Regions from separate parts of the Mus musculus genome. Here region 1 is linked to region 2. A link is a contact called in public capture Hi-C data. All regions are on one chromosome and are shown on one strand. The core of a region is the stretch at or near the end of the contact, and the rest is flanking DNA. Distances in the headings are between cores, read along the strand shown. Region 1 has its middle 77 kb from the start of Gm1698. Region 2 has its middle 67 kb from the start of Poteg.

The links. Capture Hi-C pulls out chosen DNA fragments and counts their contacts.
Region 1: a contact with region 2 is called in a capture Hi-C map of embryonic stem cells, with 2.2 times the contacts expected there. The contact joins two enhancer-like sites. A contact is called at or near these places in 1 of 484 Hi-C or Micro-C datasets (nephron progenitors), 2 of 115 datasets of contacts at active chromatin or transcription factors (both in embryonic stem cells) and 1 of 9 other capture datasets (embryonic stem cells).

Annotation. Positions count from the first base shown.
Region 1 is chr8:27,657,429-27,660,974 of GRCm38.p6, forward strand. No RefSeq gene overlaps it. Among named protein-coding and RNA genes, the nearest start is that of Gm1698, 77 kb to the left of the region's middle. Within about 2 kb of position 1,698, at least 4 of the 459 cell types and tissues checked have an H3K27ac peak or open chromatin away from gene starts, as enhancers often do. A contact at or near this core is called in embryonic stem cells, where this site is marked.
Region 2 is chr8:27,513,161-27,516,812 of GRCm38.p6, forward strand. It overlaps a transcript of Poteg not described here. Among named protein-coding and RNA genes, the nearest start is that of Poteg, 67 kb to the left of the region's middle. Within about 2 kb of position 1,586, at least 2 of the 459 cell types and tissues checked have an H3K27ac peak or open chromatin away from gene starts, as enhancers often do. A contact at or near this core is called in embryonic stem cells, where this site is marked.

The DNA.
Region 1 (3,546 bases), core at 448-2,947, 140 kb after region 2:
TGGACTTTGTACCACATTTTCTTTTTGTTGGGAGTGGGTAGGTTCTTACAGGAATCACTGCCAGTAGGGAAGTGAAAGGCAAAGAGATGAGAATCAAAACCAAATCTGCACAGCCAGACTTGGTTAGTCAGTCTGGATCAAAACTTACAGAGACTCTGATCCCACAGTCGATTTTCTTACACATTTAAAGACAGTAAAACATTGGGAACGAAGTCTCCATGTGACAGTTTTTGTAACAAAGCTTTAGGGATGGCTACGTTGAAATTCCCTTGCAACATAAACCACTACAGCAAAGTACCTGAGATGGATATCCTGAGTTCTGTTGACTGGGAAACAACACTTAGGGCTAGGGCCTAAAGAGGAAGGGTTTGCATTAAGCATATGCATAACATATACTGATGGAAGATGCAAAGTATATAAGGTCTCTTTATAAGGATGAGTTCTATTCACTGAGAGACAAAACCCAGGATTAAAGCCTAAGCAATTCTCAGCATTGGGGGAAACTGAGGTGGAGGCTGGCTCCTAATCGAATAGCAAAAGATCATCAGGTTATTTGACCACTCCTGCATTGTGGGTGATCAAGTGTCATTCTTCCCTTTGTTGAAGAAAGCAGGCCTGCATTCTTAAGAATTCTGTTTTCCCAGTGCTTGCCTAAACTGTGCTTCTAACAATTCTTCATGTTGAGATTTTGTCCAGTTTAACTTGTTCAGGTCTTGTGCATACCACTACAGCAGTTTTGATTTCATGTGTAGTAAAAATCTTAAAAATTTCCAGCGTAGGTAGTCTTCCTTGTCTTAAACCATTTATGCTCCTGGATGGAAGACACACACACACAACCTTTATATTTTAAATATGCCTTAGGCAGCATAATACCTGGGCAGCTGTCTACCCTCCATGCTGTTAGAATTGACCTTCCTATCAATAACCCCAAGTTATCACTTGCTATATACCATGTTCCATCTGGGCTGTGCTTAACTCCAATCAGGCAGCCCTTGTCAAATGGTGGCTCTCCTTCTCCCTCCTGCCCATTCTTCCTTTATTCCATGGTGGCCTCCTTCCCTCCTTATTGTCCTCTCTCCCCAAGACCATGAAACCTCAACTCCACCTATGTCTCTTCTTAGTGGTTGGCATCTTTTTTTTCACCAATCAAAATTAACTTGGGAGCAGGGTCCCAGAGGCTTCTTACAGACTCCAGGTCTTAGGGGGGCAGCACGTAGCATTACAATAGACAGTAAAAGACAAAGCCTCCACATTCATGTGTATAACTAATTATCCTGTTGTGTTGCAAGATATTTGATCACAATGTGAACTCTAAGATTGTGTTATTTTTCTGAAAAAAAGAAATCTGATTCTAGTTGTGTTATGGCTCTGTCCTTAGTATACACATTGAATTCCAAACAGCGAAGGCACAGTTAGTTTATAGAAGGAAGCAGCCATGTTTGAAAGTTGTAGGCTCCCCCAGCCTGAAGCAGGCTGATCCAGACTTTGACCTTGCTGCCACTAAGAAGGAGATTACCTAGGGTGGAGCCTTCCGACCTAGATGGCTCTATTGTTCTGTCACCTGCCACTGCTCTCCTCCAAGACACTGCTACCTGCTGAGAGGCCCCTGAGATATTCTGGAGGCACATCCTATCCTGCATGTCACTCACAGGCTGTCTCCAGACACCAAGAATTGACTGACAGGGGTGGTGGGTGTGTGGAGGGGATGTGCCTTACCCCTTTATAAGAACAGTTTCTGAAATCTTGGGCCTTGATCAGGGCCTTTGTCTTGGCTCCATTATCTCTCTAAGTCTTTTTCAGCCCCAGCCTGCCTCCCAGGAGTACCCGGTTCAAGTAGGCAGAGGGCAGGTATACAACAGAAAGTGATATCTAATTGAGAGACAGAGAAAGTGATTAATAAGAGAGATGTGACAGAATAGAATATGTTCAACTCCCACAAGAATAGACAGGAAGGAGAGGCAACTTAAGAGAACAGGGAGAGAGAGAAAGGATGCAGTTTTATTGGGAGAGTTTTACAGAGACAGGTGAAGATAGAATGAGCCAGAGAATGAGATGAGGCCATAAGATTTGAACAGATTGGTAGAGTTAGTTTGAGGCCAGGTGAAGCAATTAAGTCAGAAGTGAGAGAAGCCAATTTGAATCAGTCAGCTTGGATATGAGTTTGAGCCTAACCAGCTGAGTTGAACCAGTGAACAGAGTTCAGAAAGAGCTAGAAAGGGTGAGCTTATTCAGTAGTTAGTGTTAGAGTCAGAAAACATTATAGGCCTAGATCAGATTGTATTGAGGGTAGAAGCTTCCAGTACTAGGCCAGCATTACCAGACAGAGACAGTAGGTCTCAGAAACAATTATATCAGGAAAGTAAATGCTACTTTTACACTGTTGTGCCCAGAAAATAACATTTCCTTGTAGTCATCTACCACACCTGGTTCTTATATTATTCCTATGTCTATTCCACAATGGTCTCTAAGTCTATGGGGAGGGAATGTGCTGTAGATGTCATATTTAGGTCTCTCTTTTCCATGTATCTCTCTGTCTTAGTCAGGACTTCTATTCCTGCACAAACATCATAACCAAGAAGCAGGTTGGGGAGGAAAGGGTTTATTCTGCTTACATTTCCACATTGTTTTTCATCACCAAAGGAAGTCAGGACTGGAACTCAAGCAGGTCAGGAAGCAGGAAGAGGCCATGGAAGGATGTTCCTTACTGGTCTGCTTCTCCTGGCTTGCTTTCTTATAGAACCCAAGACTATCAGCCCAGAGATGGTACAAGGGGCCCTCCCACCCTTGATCACTATTGAGAAAATGCTCCACAGCTGGATCTCATGGAGGCATTTCCCCAACTGAAGCTCCTTTCTCTGTGATAACTCCAGCCTGTGTCAAGTTGACACACAAAACCAGCCAGTATCCTTCCTTCCTTCCTTCCTTCCTTCCTTCCTATCTATCTATCTATCTATCTATCTATCTATCTATCTATCTATCTATCTATCTATCTATTCATTCACTTTACAATCCAGTAGAATCACCCTTCCCTCCTCTCCTCCCAGTTGCACCCTCACAAATCTCTTTCCTCATTACCCCTTCCCCTTCTCCTCAGTAAAGGAGTAGCCTCTCTTGGGTAGTCCCCTCCCAACATCAAGTTGGAGCGGGACTAAGCATATCCTTTCCCACTGAGTTCTGACCAGTCAGTCCAGCTGGGGAAGGGGGTTCAATGGCAGGCAACAGAGTCAGAGATATCCCCCACTCCAATTGTTAGGGGACCCACATAAATATCAAGATACACAAGCTATACATGTAGCAGGCCTAGTTACAGCCACTGCAAGCTCCTTGGTTGGTGTTCAGTCTCTGTGAGCTCCCATGGACCCAAGTTAGTTGGCTTTCTCGTTCTTCTGGTTATGTTGTTGACCCCCTCCAGCTAGCTCAAGTCTATCGCCTACCCTTACACACGACTCCCTGAACTCCCTGTGATGTTTGGCTGTGGCTCTCTGCATTGTGTCCATCTGCTGCTGGATGAAGCCTCTCTGGAGATAGTTATGTTAAGCTTCTGTC
Region 2 (3,652 bases), core at 336-2,835:
ACCTGAGATTCTCTCTTCCATCTCTTGTATTCTGTTGCTGATGCTCAAATCTATGGTTCCAGATTTCTTTCCTAGGGTTTCTATCTCTAGTGTTGCCTCGCTTTGAGTTTTCTTTATTGTGTCTACTTCCCTTTTTAGGTCTAGTATGGTTTTGTTCATTTCCATCACCTGTTTGTATGTTTTTTCCTCTTTTTCTGTAAGGTCTTCTACCTGTTTGATTGTGTTTTCCTGTTTTTCTTTAAGGACTTGTAACTCTTTAGCAGTGTTCTCCTGTATTTCTTTAAGTGATTTATTAAAGTCCTTCTTGATGTCCTCTACCATCATCATGAGATATGCTTTTAAATCTAGGTCTAGGTTCTCAGGTGTGTTGGGGTTCCCTGGACTGGGCGAAGTGGGTGTGCTGGGTTCTGGTGATGGTGAGTGGTCTTGGTTCCTGTTAGTAAGATTCCTCCGTTTACCTTTCGCCATCTGGTAATCTCTGGAGTTAGTAGTTATAGTTGACTCTGTTTAGAGATTGTTCTTCTGGTGATTCTGTTACCGTCTATCAGCAGACCTGGGAGACAGATTCTCTCCTCTGAGTTTCAGTGCTCAGAGCACTCTCTGCTGGCAAGCTCTCTTACAGGGAAGGTGCGCAGATATCTTGTATTTGGACCTCCTCCTGGCCGAAGAAGAAGGCCCAAAACAGGACCTTTCTCAGACAGTGTGTTGCTTTGGCAGTTCCCAGGTGGTACAGACTCTCACCTAAGCAGACTAAATTCCTAAGTTCCTTGGAGTCCCGGGACCAAGATGGCGACCGCTGCTGCTGTGGCTTAGGCCGCCTCCCCAGCCGGGTGGGCACCTGTCCTCCGGTCCGGAAGGTGGCCGGCTGTCCCCGGCCCACACAGGGTGCTGCCTCAGCGCCTCTGTGCTTCTGCCTGTTCCAGAAGCTGTCAGGTTCTCTGGCGCACCCTCTCACCTGTTCAGACTAATTTCCTAAATTCGGCGGGTCTCGGACCAAGATGGCGACCGCTGCTGCTGTGGCTTAGGCCGCCTCCCCAGCCGGGCGGGCACCTGTCCTCCGGTCCGGACGGTGGCTGGCTGTCCCCGGCCCACAAAGGGTGCTGCCTCAGCGCCTCTGTGCTTCCGCCTGTTCCAGAAGCTGTCAGGTTCTCTGGCGCACCCTCTCACCTGTTCAGACTAATTTCCTAAGTTCGGCGGGTCCCGGACCAAGATGGCGACCGCTGCTGCTGTGGCTTAGGTCGCCTCCCCAGCCGGGCGGGCACCTGTCCTCCGGTCCGGAAGGTGGCCGGCTGTCCCCGGCCCACACAGGGTGCTGCCTCAGCCCCTCTGTGCTTCTGCCTGTTCCAGAGGCTGTCAGGTTCTCTGGCGCACCCTCTCACCTGTTCAGACTAATTTCCTAAGTTCGGCGGGTCCCGGACCAAGATGGCGACCGCTGCTCCAAATTTGAGACTTAAAACTAGGCACTTTAAAGTTTGAACGATTTCCCACATTGATGTATTGATGTTTGCTATGACGAGTCAGTACTACCGACTTCTAAGTTTTACTTACTCTTTATTCCCCAGTAGCAGCGCTACTGTGAGAGAAAACACAGCTGTGCACTGTGTCCCACTTCCTATAAAGAGAGTGTGTCATCCATTAGGTGCTATGCTCTACAGGATAAACTTGAAGTTCATCTTATTTCAATAAATGGAGTCAGAAACTGTATTGAAAATGTTATCCAATGACTTTACTGAATACTAGAATGTATCAGGACTGAACTTAGATATTTATGAGATTCATGTCAGTGTCTAGAAGTCTAGTTTGGAGAAAACAATAGAAAAATACATATACTGTGTGAATGTACTGGTACATTTGATACAATACACAAAATGGTCTCACAGCAGCAGGTTTAATTGTATGGCCTTGAATAATTTCAGTTATTGGGTATTGGTAAGGAACTATGTCGTTAGGCACCCAAGATACAAGATTAATGCAAAGCAAAAATAGAATCAGCAAACACTAACTTCTTCATATAGTGAACACATTTGATGTCTAGATAGAGAAAATTGGTGTAGTCATATGTGTTGGCACACTCTATTAGGACACCCTGAAGAGGAAGAGGTGGGAAAAGATTGATGCAATTTATTTAAATTTATGATCAGAATGATAATATGAACAGAAATAACTAAGAGAAAGTATTTCTGAATATAGAAGGACATGTGGAAAAGGAGAACAAGAATCTCTCTACCTTTCTCTGTCTACACACACACACACACACACACACACACACACACATTGACCTGTGGCTTTTTCAAACATCTTTAGTATTATTTTTTCCCCAGCATCCCTTTCTCTTTGTAATATCCCTCTTACTCCATCTCAAGTTAAATCTCGTTATATATATTGGATATTAGTCCCCTATCTGATTTAGGATAGGTAAAGATCCTTTCCCAATCTGTTGGTGGTCTTTTTGTCTTATTGACGGTGTCTTTTGCCTTGCAGAAGCTTTGCAGTTTCATGAGGTCCCATTTGTCAATTCTCGATCTTACAGCACAAGCCATTGCTGTTCTATTCAGGAATTTTTCCCCTGTGCCCATATCTTCAAGGCTTTTCCCCACTTTCTCCTCTATAAGTTTCAGTGTCTCTGGTTTTATGTGAAGTTCCTTGATCCACTTAGATTTGACCTTAGTACAAGGAGATAGGAATGGATCGATTCACATTCTTCTACATGATAACAACCAGTTGTGCCAGCACCATTTGTTGAAAATGCTGTCTTTCTTCCACTGGATGGTTTTGGCTCCCTTGTCGAAGATCAAGTGACCATAGGTGTGTGGGTTCATTTCTGGGTCTTCAATTCTATTCCATTGGTCTACTTGTCTGTCAGTATACCAGTACCATGCAGTTTTTATCACAATTGCTCTGTAGTAAAGCTTGAGGTCAGGCATGGTGATTCCACCAGAGGTTCTTTTATCCTTGAGAAGAGTTTTTGCTATCCTAGGTTTTTGTTATTCCAGATGAATTTGCAGATTGCTCTTTCTAATTCGTTGAAGAATTAAGTTGAAATTTTGATGGGGATTGCATTGAATCTGTAGATTGCTTTTGGCAAGATAGTCATTTTTACAATGTTGATCCTGCCAATCCATAAGCATGGGAGATCTTTCCATCTTCTGAGATCTTCTTTAAATTCTTTCTTCAGAGACTTGAAGTTTTTATCATACAGATCTTTCACTTCCTTAGTTAGAGTCACGCCAAGATATTTTATATTATTTGTGAGTATTGAGAAGGGTGTTGTTTTCCCTAATTTCTTTCTCAGCCTGTTTATTCTTTGTGTAGAGAAAGGCCATTGACTTGTTTGAGTTAATTTTATATCCAGATACTTCACTGAAGCTGTTTATCAGGTTTAGGAGTTCTCTGGTGGAATTTTTAGGGTCACTTATATATACTATCATATCATCTATCTTCTACCTCCTACTAGGAGATCTCTAGATCATACCATACATTTTAAAAAGCCAGGTGGATTTTTTTATGTATAATACCTTATCTCACAGTTATCGAATGATATGTGCAGGTATTGCAACAATACATAGCAAGAACAGTATATAGAAACAACAGAGGAGGAGGGGAAATACCAAATGAGGTGTGAGGGAGCAAGAATATGACAGAATGATGTCAC